Linked DNA regions of Mus musculus: regions 1 and 3 are each linked to region 2. Evidence: chromatin contacts called from public HiChIP or PLAC-seq data. All regions are on one chromosome and are shown on one strand. The core of a region is the stretch at or near the end of the contact, and the rest is flanking DNA. Distances in the headings are between cores, read along the strand shown.

Region 1 (2,700 bases), core at 8-2,507, 400 kb after region 2:
GGAAAGAAGCCGAAAATGCAAAGTTTTTGATGTTGCTCTTCAACTCCAGCACGGCCCTGCACCCCAACCCTGCAGCCCCGGGGCCTTGGCAGCTGCACCGACAGGAGCAGCGAGCTAGGAAGAGAGCAACATGACCCGACGTGTTTAAGGGAAGGCAAAAACAGTTCAGCAATTAAAAGTAGCCTAGCAGCTTCATCCTTTCAAATTGGGGGGTTGGGGGAAGTAGAGCGGGCAAAAAATTAACAACATTCACGGAGTTATTTCAATCGCACTCCTGGAACATTACGGTTTTAAAAGTTTTTTTCTGTTTTGTTTTTCAAAAACCTGACTGGCAAACTGCCCCATTTTGGCCCTCTTAAATCCTAACTGGCGGGAACTTGAGGTCTGGCAGCATTTTGTTCCCCTATTCCTTAGTCAACGAACCGTAGTGCCTCACAACCCAGGTAAGCAAACAGTTTCAGCCCCAAGTTTGCAGCACGATCGACCAGCTCCCGCAGCGGGAACCTAGCCCAGCTGGGGCGGACAAACTCCACTACAAAGTCGCTTTGCCTACATCTTTTTGAACCTTAAGTCGGCCTCTTTCTTCGTCGCATTATCTCTTAGCTCCCCAAAACAGACAGGAAAATTCTCCCAGTCAGATACCGCCCTGAGACCTCGCTTTTCCTAGAGACCCCTAGCAAAAGGTGTTGGGTAACCTCGAACATCTCCAGCGGGTACAGGAAACCCAAGGCGCACACTGCGAAGCCGAGCCCACCCGCTTAGCCCAGCTCCGGAGGTGCACCATGCAGAAAAGAATCCTTCAAAATTCGTCCCAAACCTAACCACTCTTCCGCACCTCCTTGCCCCGCAAACTGGAGCAGTCGCCCAGAACTTTGCTCCCCGGATTCACAGAACCCCACCTGGGACCTGAAACTTAAGTGCGAGGAGGACATAAACAAATTCCTTCACCATGGAGGGAAACGCAAGCAGTGAAACTCCTTCACGTCCCCGAGACCCAAACTTTTTAGAGTTTCTTGGAGCACAAGAGAAACTTTCAAAAAGCCAACGCTCCGCCCTGCTTTACCTTGCATAAAACTTCGCTCAAGTCAAAAATGGTGGCGGACACGAGGGTGGTGGTCATCGTGGGCGTTCGCACGGGGCAAGGACTAGGATCTGGTGTGTCGTGAAGGTCCCGGTGCGGGGAAGGCGCAGCCTCCGGCTCTCCGGTCAGGAGTCCCACACGCCTGCTCCCGGCGCCCCTCGCCTTTCTGACTCTCCCGGGCTGCGGCGCGCAAAGCCCAATTTATAAGATTTGGTGGGTTGGGGGGGGTGGAAGGAGGAGCTTTAAACGTATTTAAATGAAGAAGAGGAGGCGGAAAAAAAGTTGATTGACACTGAGGTTGAATCAGCCATGCGGTCAAGAGGGAGGGAGGGGTAAAGGGGGAGGAAAGAAACTTTCAAAAGGAAGAAGGGGGAGGGAGACGAGGAAAGAAGGCGGAAAAAAAAAAAAAAAAAAAGCACTCGGAGCGGCGCAAAACTTTTTTTTCTTAAAGAGGAAAAGTTTCGAGTCCGCGGGCTCCGGGGGCGCCCCTCCCCTGGGCCGAGCCCGGCAGAGGGGGAGGGGCGCCCACCCTTTGTCAACCTCGCTGCTCGGCTCTGTGACATCACTCATTCCACCCCCTTCGGAGTTCGAGTTGTTGTGTTTGTTGGTTTTTTTTTTTAAGAGTTGGAAGGCGGGCTCGACTCTCCTCTCTCTCTCTCTCTCTCTCTCTCTCTCTCTCTCTCTCTCTCTCTCTCCCCCCCCTCCTCCCTCCCTCTCCCCCCTGTCTTTTTTTTTTTTTTTTTTCTTCCTAGCAGGCGCTGGAGCTGGTCTTGAGCGGGCCAGGGCTGCGGTTTCCATCTTGAGCTAGTGTCCCTTGAAACTTCTCCAAGTGCCCGCACGACTTACCTTCCCCTGACTTCCCTGTCCACACCCGGCTGCCCATCGCAAAATGAGCTGGGCGAGGAGTTTAGGAATGCGGAGCACCCCAAATGTTCGAGTCAAGAGTTTTATGTTTGTTGTTTCCCATCAGTGAGCAAAAGAAGTAGGGATGACCAGAGAAAACTTTTTCTCCAGGAGAGCCTAGGCTGGAGGGGGCGAGAGCAGTAAGATTTTGCGCGCAGCGCGGGGTCCACGCGTGCTGGGCCGGCAGCCTGCGTTTTCCCGGTATGGTGGGGGCACCACTGCCTGGGCAGAATTCTTTCAGACCTAGATGGGGCGCTTTGTTCACATAACCGATCTTTAAACTTGCTACAGCAGAAAAGTCCAGACTTTCAAGGGCACCCCCTGAAAATAAAAGAGCAACAAGTCACTTTCCACGCGCGCTTTGAATTCGGGCTGCCTCCTCCACACATCCCCGAATGTTAAAAACAAGGGGGGAAAAAGTTACTTTGGTAAGAAGGAAGGTAGAGGTGGGGGAAGCGACACTTCTTGCTGCTCTCCCGCCCCCACGCGAACGGAACATATGGCTTGTCACTATGCCCGGTTTGGGGGTACCAAGCAATAAGACCCACGGAACTCAGTGGCCTTCAATGAATTACACCGCCCTTTAAAACCACGAACTATGTGTTTATTTACTATTAGGTCTGGCTGCCTCCCACCCGCACCGGCTCGCGTGCTGCAGTGGAGACCCGGGCGGAAATCGCGGGCCGCACCGCCCAGGCCTCGCACGTTTCTTCCCA
Region 2 (2,742 bases), core at 17-2,516:
GTTCACATGTGCCACCGTCAGAAAACAAAGTCATACTGAACTGGCAGTGTGTGGCCTTTTTTACTGTGCAAGTCTGCTGTAGGCAAGCTTATATACACTAAATTTTTGTAATGGCCGTTCTTTTGTATTCAGATTTCTATACTTGTCTAACTGTGTGTTTAGAATGTATCCCTAAATAGCCTCAACGGCTTCTGTACATTTTCCCATGTTCACGTGTCAAACTGCCTATCGGCAGCATGTTATTTGAATGATGATCAAGAGTGCCTGTGAGTTCTTGGTCATGCACACTGTGCTGCACTGTGGATTCTTGATCATATGCACTATTGCTGGACTGTGGATTCTTGATCATGCGCACTGTTGCTGGACTGGTAATTGTTTCTCAACCTCTGTGACTTTTACAAGTGAAAGCAATGTCTACTGGCTCACGTCTTCCTATTTGCTTTCTTTGATTGATTAATGGAGGGAATGTATGTCTTTTTAAAAATATATATTGTCCTTTCTTGTTTCTTTTGCGGTGGCTTGCTTGTTTGGACCTGTCTGAACACTCTGAGGGGGTTATGGTCTGCTTGGTCTATGGAATGCAGGGCCTGGGCTATAAATTATTCTTCAGTTAGATTATGTGATATGCCAACCTATGATAAAAAAAAAAGTATTGAAAGTCATGAGAAAGTAATTTTAAGAATTTCATTTTATGATTACGTATTCCACGGAGCTGGAGTGTCCTTACAAACGAAGAACTTAATAATACCTGTTAAAGATGTACCAATCCTAGTCAGGATGGGTCTCAGCTGGACCCTTGTGTTATAGTCCAAACAAGTATTATAGAAATGCAAAAAACCCCTCCCCAAGTCTGCCCTGCCAGGGGAGGAGGCTATGCTGTGGTACCTACCCCACCTGCCTGCAGCTGCCTCTCCAGGTTTTATGATGCGTCTAAGATGAAATTTTTACTGCCTTCTCCTTCCATCTCCCCCAAAACCACAGGGGGAAGAAAGAAAAAACAGACCCCATCGAGAGGACGGGCAGAATTGTCCGAGGTGGGGAACTGGCTACTCCAGAAGGCAGCAGAGGCGGAAATACAAAAGACATAAAGCACACCTCGCTTTAATCCCTTCCGTCTGCCCAAAGCGCCCAGAGAGCTCATAAAGTCTCCCTTTCTGGGTGATTGGATTCCTTTAGCTTGGGGCAGGCAGGGTTTTGTTGTTGAAGAAGAGGGCTCGGGGAGCTGGGGCGAGGAGAAAGGCCATTGCTGGGGTATGAAATCTCCTCTCCTAGTTCAAGGTACTGAACTGTAAATACAAGCAGCTGTGGAGGGAGGGGCCCAAGCAGGCACACAGGCTCAGGCAGGCACCTCCTGTCAGCCTAGAGATGTGAGGGTTCACCTCTGCATCCCCTTGGCAGAATCAAGGGACCATTTTGAATGTTGCTGGCAAAAATGAGTGTCGTGGGTGGTGTGTTTTCTCTCTGAAAAAGTGGTTGTTCTGTGCCAGTGTTTAGAAGTGGGGGTTGTTGGTTCTTTTTTTGTCTGAAATAAAGACTTGAGAGACCAGTTCTTTCAGACAGTGGAAAAAGGGAAAAGGAGGGGGACAAAAATCTCCTCCAGTCTGCTTTCGGTGTGGGTCTTTTTTGGCGTGTTTGCTTTTGACCTTTCTACAGTGTTTGCTGGGGTGGGGGAACTGGATCTGCTCCATCTGGGCTGAGCTCCTGGGTCCCCAACAACAAACACTTAAGCAAAACAATTTACTTGGCGGCTTCAAGAAGAATCTCCTGAAGTGTGCCTAGTCTCTGCCGCCTTTGTACTGCTGGCGAAGGCAGACAGCTTGTTCTTCCTCCAACTCTGCCCAGCAGCTCTGTCAGTGATCTTGCCAATCTCCCTCCTGGTCCCTTCCCACTTGACTCCTGAAAGACCCTTCCCACCTCCTTTGGAATCCATTCTCACCATCATATTTGGTTGTTTTGAATGCATAGTATCCTCAGAGAAGACACAGTATCATGATTTCTGTTTCTCTCTTTCATTGGCTGGAGTCCTGGAAAGTAGAGCCAACAATGGGGCATCCAGCCTGAAGGGGCAGCGGCAGTCATGATGGCGCCATTGACTATTTTTCTACCTGTTGGCCACGAGGCTCTGTTCTTGTAAGCAGTGTCTACAGCCTTCCCACCAACTCCATTGTCATAGGTGGCATCTCCATTTACAGATGAAGTCGAAGCTTAAATGTTTGAAATTGAGCTCACATAACTTCAGAAGCGTCTAGACCAAAGTTGACACCCAGAGTTTACTCGTGTCCACTTCAGAACCTCTTATTAGATACTTGAGGCAGACATACTAAATGATGAACTGAAATAGGCTTTGCACCTGAGGGAACTTTGCCAGGAATTTGAAGAGGTACCATCTTACACTTGGACCAGTAGAGTTTTGGTCTCTAGAGCTTCAGTCCCTTTTCTTCAGTGCCTTCTCTCTCTCTCTCTCTCTCTCTCTCTCCCTCCCTCTCTCTCTCTCTCTCTCTCTCTCTCTCTCTCTCTCACACACACACACACACACACACACACACACACACACAGCATACTCATCCTCAGGAGCAGGGGTAGGGTTGGGAAGAGAGTTTATGTTTTGCCTTCTCTCCTTGATCAGGCTCTTGTTCTTTCACAGCTTTTAGAGTTAATGCCAAAGACATTCCGCTAAAGCCAGAATAAAGCATCTGCTTCTGCAAGTCTACAGTAACCACACGTCAGCCATATTATAGCCCT
Region 3 (2,700 bases), core at 112-2,611, 350 kb after region 2:
GAGGAGGAGGAGGAGGAGGAGGAGGGGAGGGGCGTCTGAATGACTCTGACCAATGAACTGCAAGTGGTCCTAAGCCAATCAGGTAAGAGATACTCTAACTTCTCAATCCTGATTCAGCGTAGCAACAGCAGCAAAGGGAAGATATTTTCATCCGTTATCAAAACAAGAAAGCAGGTGTCCCTGTTCATGCTTCTGAAACTTGCCTCTTCTTTGCCACTGAAGTTTGGGCTGTACTCGAATGGCCTAGAGACAGAGAATTATGGGAATAAAGAGCCTTGCTATACAGCAGGTCCTCTTCTCCAGTAAAACAGAATCAGAGCAGGTAGGAAGGCAGATTTTCTGTCCTAGGCGATGAGCAGACAGCAGCATCCTCTTGCCGTTATACTCCATACTCTTCTCAGCATCCGTGGCTGCCCCATCTTCATCCCACTTCACTCAGGCTTCAAGAGAAGCCAAACGGAACAGAAGAGAGATTGACCCCAAACATGGCAGCAAATATCTCAGAAGAGGGGGTGAAAAGAGCATAGGGATCGGAGGATAGGGAGGTGTGCCACAAAACATGGACATGACATGGATAGTGGACTCAGGAACTCAACTGCAGCTATGGCTACCATAAAAGACCTGCACAACACTGGGTCCATCAAATTTTCATCTGGGGGGCTGGGGGAGCTCATGAGGCCCCACTCCTGCCTAAGGGACTCCTGACAGTTAATGACCTCTGGGGAGAGGATGTCACTTTCTTCAGTACTGGAGTCACTAATGAGTTACCCATGTTTCAGTACATCACAACCCCCCCCCCATACTGATGCAAACAACCCTAATTAAACTCAGCAGGTCACAAGCATGCTCAAAAGTAAGAAGGATGCATGGGAAAAAAGGGCTTCAGGGGGAGGGAAGGAGGGATGGGGTGGGAAGTGGGGGAGCCACTAATTTGTGGAGGGAGAGGGAAGAGGTCTGAAGAGTGAGGAGATGAGTCAAGAAAGAGCTAAGACTAGAACAGAATCCAGTTCACATTTTTTAGAAGGCTGATGGTTTCTTTTTTCTTTTTTCTTTTTTCTGTTTTGTTTTGTTTTGTTTTGTTTTGTTTTGTTTTGTTTTGTTGAAGCTGGGCTTCTCTGCCTTAGTTCTGGCTGTCCTGGAACTCACTCTGTAGATCAGGCTGGCCTCGAATGTTTGTCAGATGCTTCAGTTTGGCCTGAAGAAGTCTCCAGTGGCTGTAGAGATAACTGGAGGCACCTGAGGAGTCACAAGGCTGGGGAGGGGAAAACCCCACCCTCAGAGGTGGCTGCCAAGAGTCCCCTCAGAGGTGCAGTCACTTGTGGTTGCAATCAGACCCGCAAGTGAAAAGCTACATTGGGCCACACCAAAGCAAGATCTCTTTTTTAAAAAATCCAAATCACATCCAGGTTCCTCTTCCTGCCACACTGAGTAGGCGAAGGGGATCTTTCTTCTTCTGTGGCTGTTCCTCTTTGGACAGAAAGGGGAATGAATGGCTGAAAACCAAGACAGGTTAAAGGCCAGGTTAGGGAGCCAGGCTATGCTGCCCAAACTGAAGACTCCTCTCCAGGACTCTATACTTGAGAGGCCTGGATCTCCTTTAGCCCCCAACCCTGGCCATTTACCTGATCTGAGATGTCACCCTGCCACCATCTACCCCCACTTCCAATTCAATCCCACCTTCCCTCCAGCTTTTCTCCTTGAGCCTCTCCCATCTGACGTCCATCTTCAATGTGGGTTTGTTTATCTTGTCTTGTTTGTCTTTTTTGTCTTGTTGTTTATTTGGGGATTTTGGCTTTGTTGTAGGTTTTGACTGTCTATCTGTTTGTTTTGAGACAAGGTCTCACTGTGTAGCCCTATCTGGCTTGGAACTGGCTATGTACATCAAGCTGGCCTCGAACTCAATGAGTTCCTCCTGACTCTGTCCCTTGAGTATAAGGATTAAAGCTATGTGTCACCATGTTGACCCTGCAGCTTGATTTTAAAGCCATTCTCACCAAGGACATTACTTCGATGTTGTTACCCAGACAGTGCGATCTTAGATTCAGCCTTAATGGCAACTTCATTTATTAGGGTGGAGTCTCAGTATCCTCATCTATATAATAGAACCCCAGTCCTGTAGAGTCACTGTAAAGATTATATTGTTTGAAAAGTACTTGGTAAATGCCTGCAGGACAGAGCTATGAATACAAGTTAACAGTCTTTCATTCTAATTCCTAGGGGACCACACATCAGAGTACACACACACACCTTAGGTCAGGCCCTTGACACCACATCCATGTCCTGCAACTGTCCTGTCAGAGCCGCTCAGTGAAGACTGCAAGCTGCCTCTCTCCAGGTGGGTCACATTTTATTGCCAAGTTAGGTTTGGCTCCAAAGTGATGGGGAAGGAAGGGACCATGACATCATGACCTCAGATTTACAGAAGAAGTTAAGTTTACACAGGTAACACTATTCACACAATTAAATTGTTCTCCCACCTAAAACACCTGCTATGTGTTCCATAACTCCCTTCTTGAATGCCCTGAGCCTGAAAGTCTTCCTTATTTATCTCACCCTATTCTAAATTTCTCCTTGGGAAACAAACACACTTTTTCTGTACAGATGTTACATGCTGTGCATTTCAGTGGCCCTGGGGACAAGTATTTTCTATTCCCTAAGAAGTACAAGGCTGAGGGTCCCCTCTGGGGAATCCCAACTTTC

The links. HiChIP or PLAC-seq counts read pairs in DNA pulled down with a chosen protein or histone mark.
Region 1: a contact with region 2 is called in an H3K4me3 HiChIP or PLAC-seq map of craniofacial prominence, with 5 times the contacts expected there. The contact joins the promoter of Zfp36l1 here to the enhancer-like site in region 2. A contact is called at or near these places in 1 of 39 promoter capture datasets (hippocampal neurons), 5 of 484 Hi-C or Micro-C datasets (bone marrow-derived macrophages, cortical neurons, nephron progenitors and 1 more), 33 of 115 datasets of contacts at active chromatin or transcription factors (the 230-238 cell line, the NIH/3T3 cell line, astrocytes and 24 more) and 3 of 9 other capture datasets (adipose tissue, embryonic stem cells and liver).
Region 3: a contact with region 2 is called in an H3K27ac HiChIP or PLAC-seq map of regulatory T cells, with 8 times the contacts expected there. The contact joins two enhancer-like sites. A contact is called at or near these places in 8 of 115 datasets of contacts at active chromatin or transcription factors (astrocytes, craniofacial prominence, differentiating embryonic stem cells and 5 more).

Annotation. Positions count from the first base shown.
Region 1 is chr12:80,111,756-80,114,455 of GRCm38.p6, forward strand. It overlaps Zfp36l1 (zinc finger protein 36, C3H type-like 1), which reads right to left and starts at 1,258. Exons shown (of 2, transcript NM_007564.5): 1 at 1,064-1,258. The coding sequence starts at 1,120. Gm52006 reads right to left here. Exons shown (of 3, transcript XM_030247048.1): 3 at 1,825-2,700.
Region 2 is chr12:79,714,450-79,717,191 of GRCm38.p6, forward strand. The region is part of intron 8 of Rad51b (RAD51 paralog B); the gene reads left to right. Among named protein-coding and RNA genes, the nearest start is that of Gm36048, 83 kb to the right of the region's middle. Within about 2 kb of position 1,267, at least 47 of the 459 cell types and tissues checked have an H3K27ac peak or open chromatin away from gene starts, as enhancers often do. A contact at or near this core is called in astrocytes, cortical neurons, craniofacial prominence and 7 more, where this site is marked.
Region 3 is chr12:80,067,955-80,070,654 of GRCm38.p6, forward strand. All of the region lies in intron 3 of Gm36660 (a long non-coding RNA gene), which reads right to left. Among named protein-coding and RNA genes, the nearest start is that of Gm36660, 17 kb to the right of the region's middle. Within about 2 kb of position 1,362, at least 40 of the 459 cell types and tissues checked have an H3K27ac peak or open chromatin away from gene starts, as enhancers often do. A contact at or near this core is called in regulatory T cells, where this site is marked.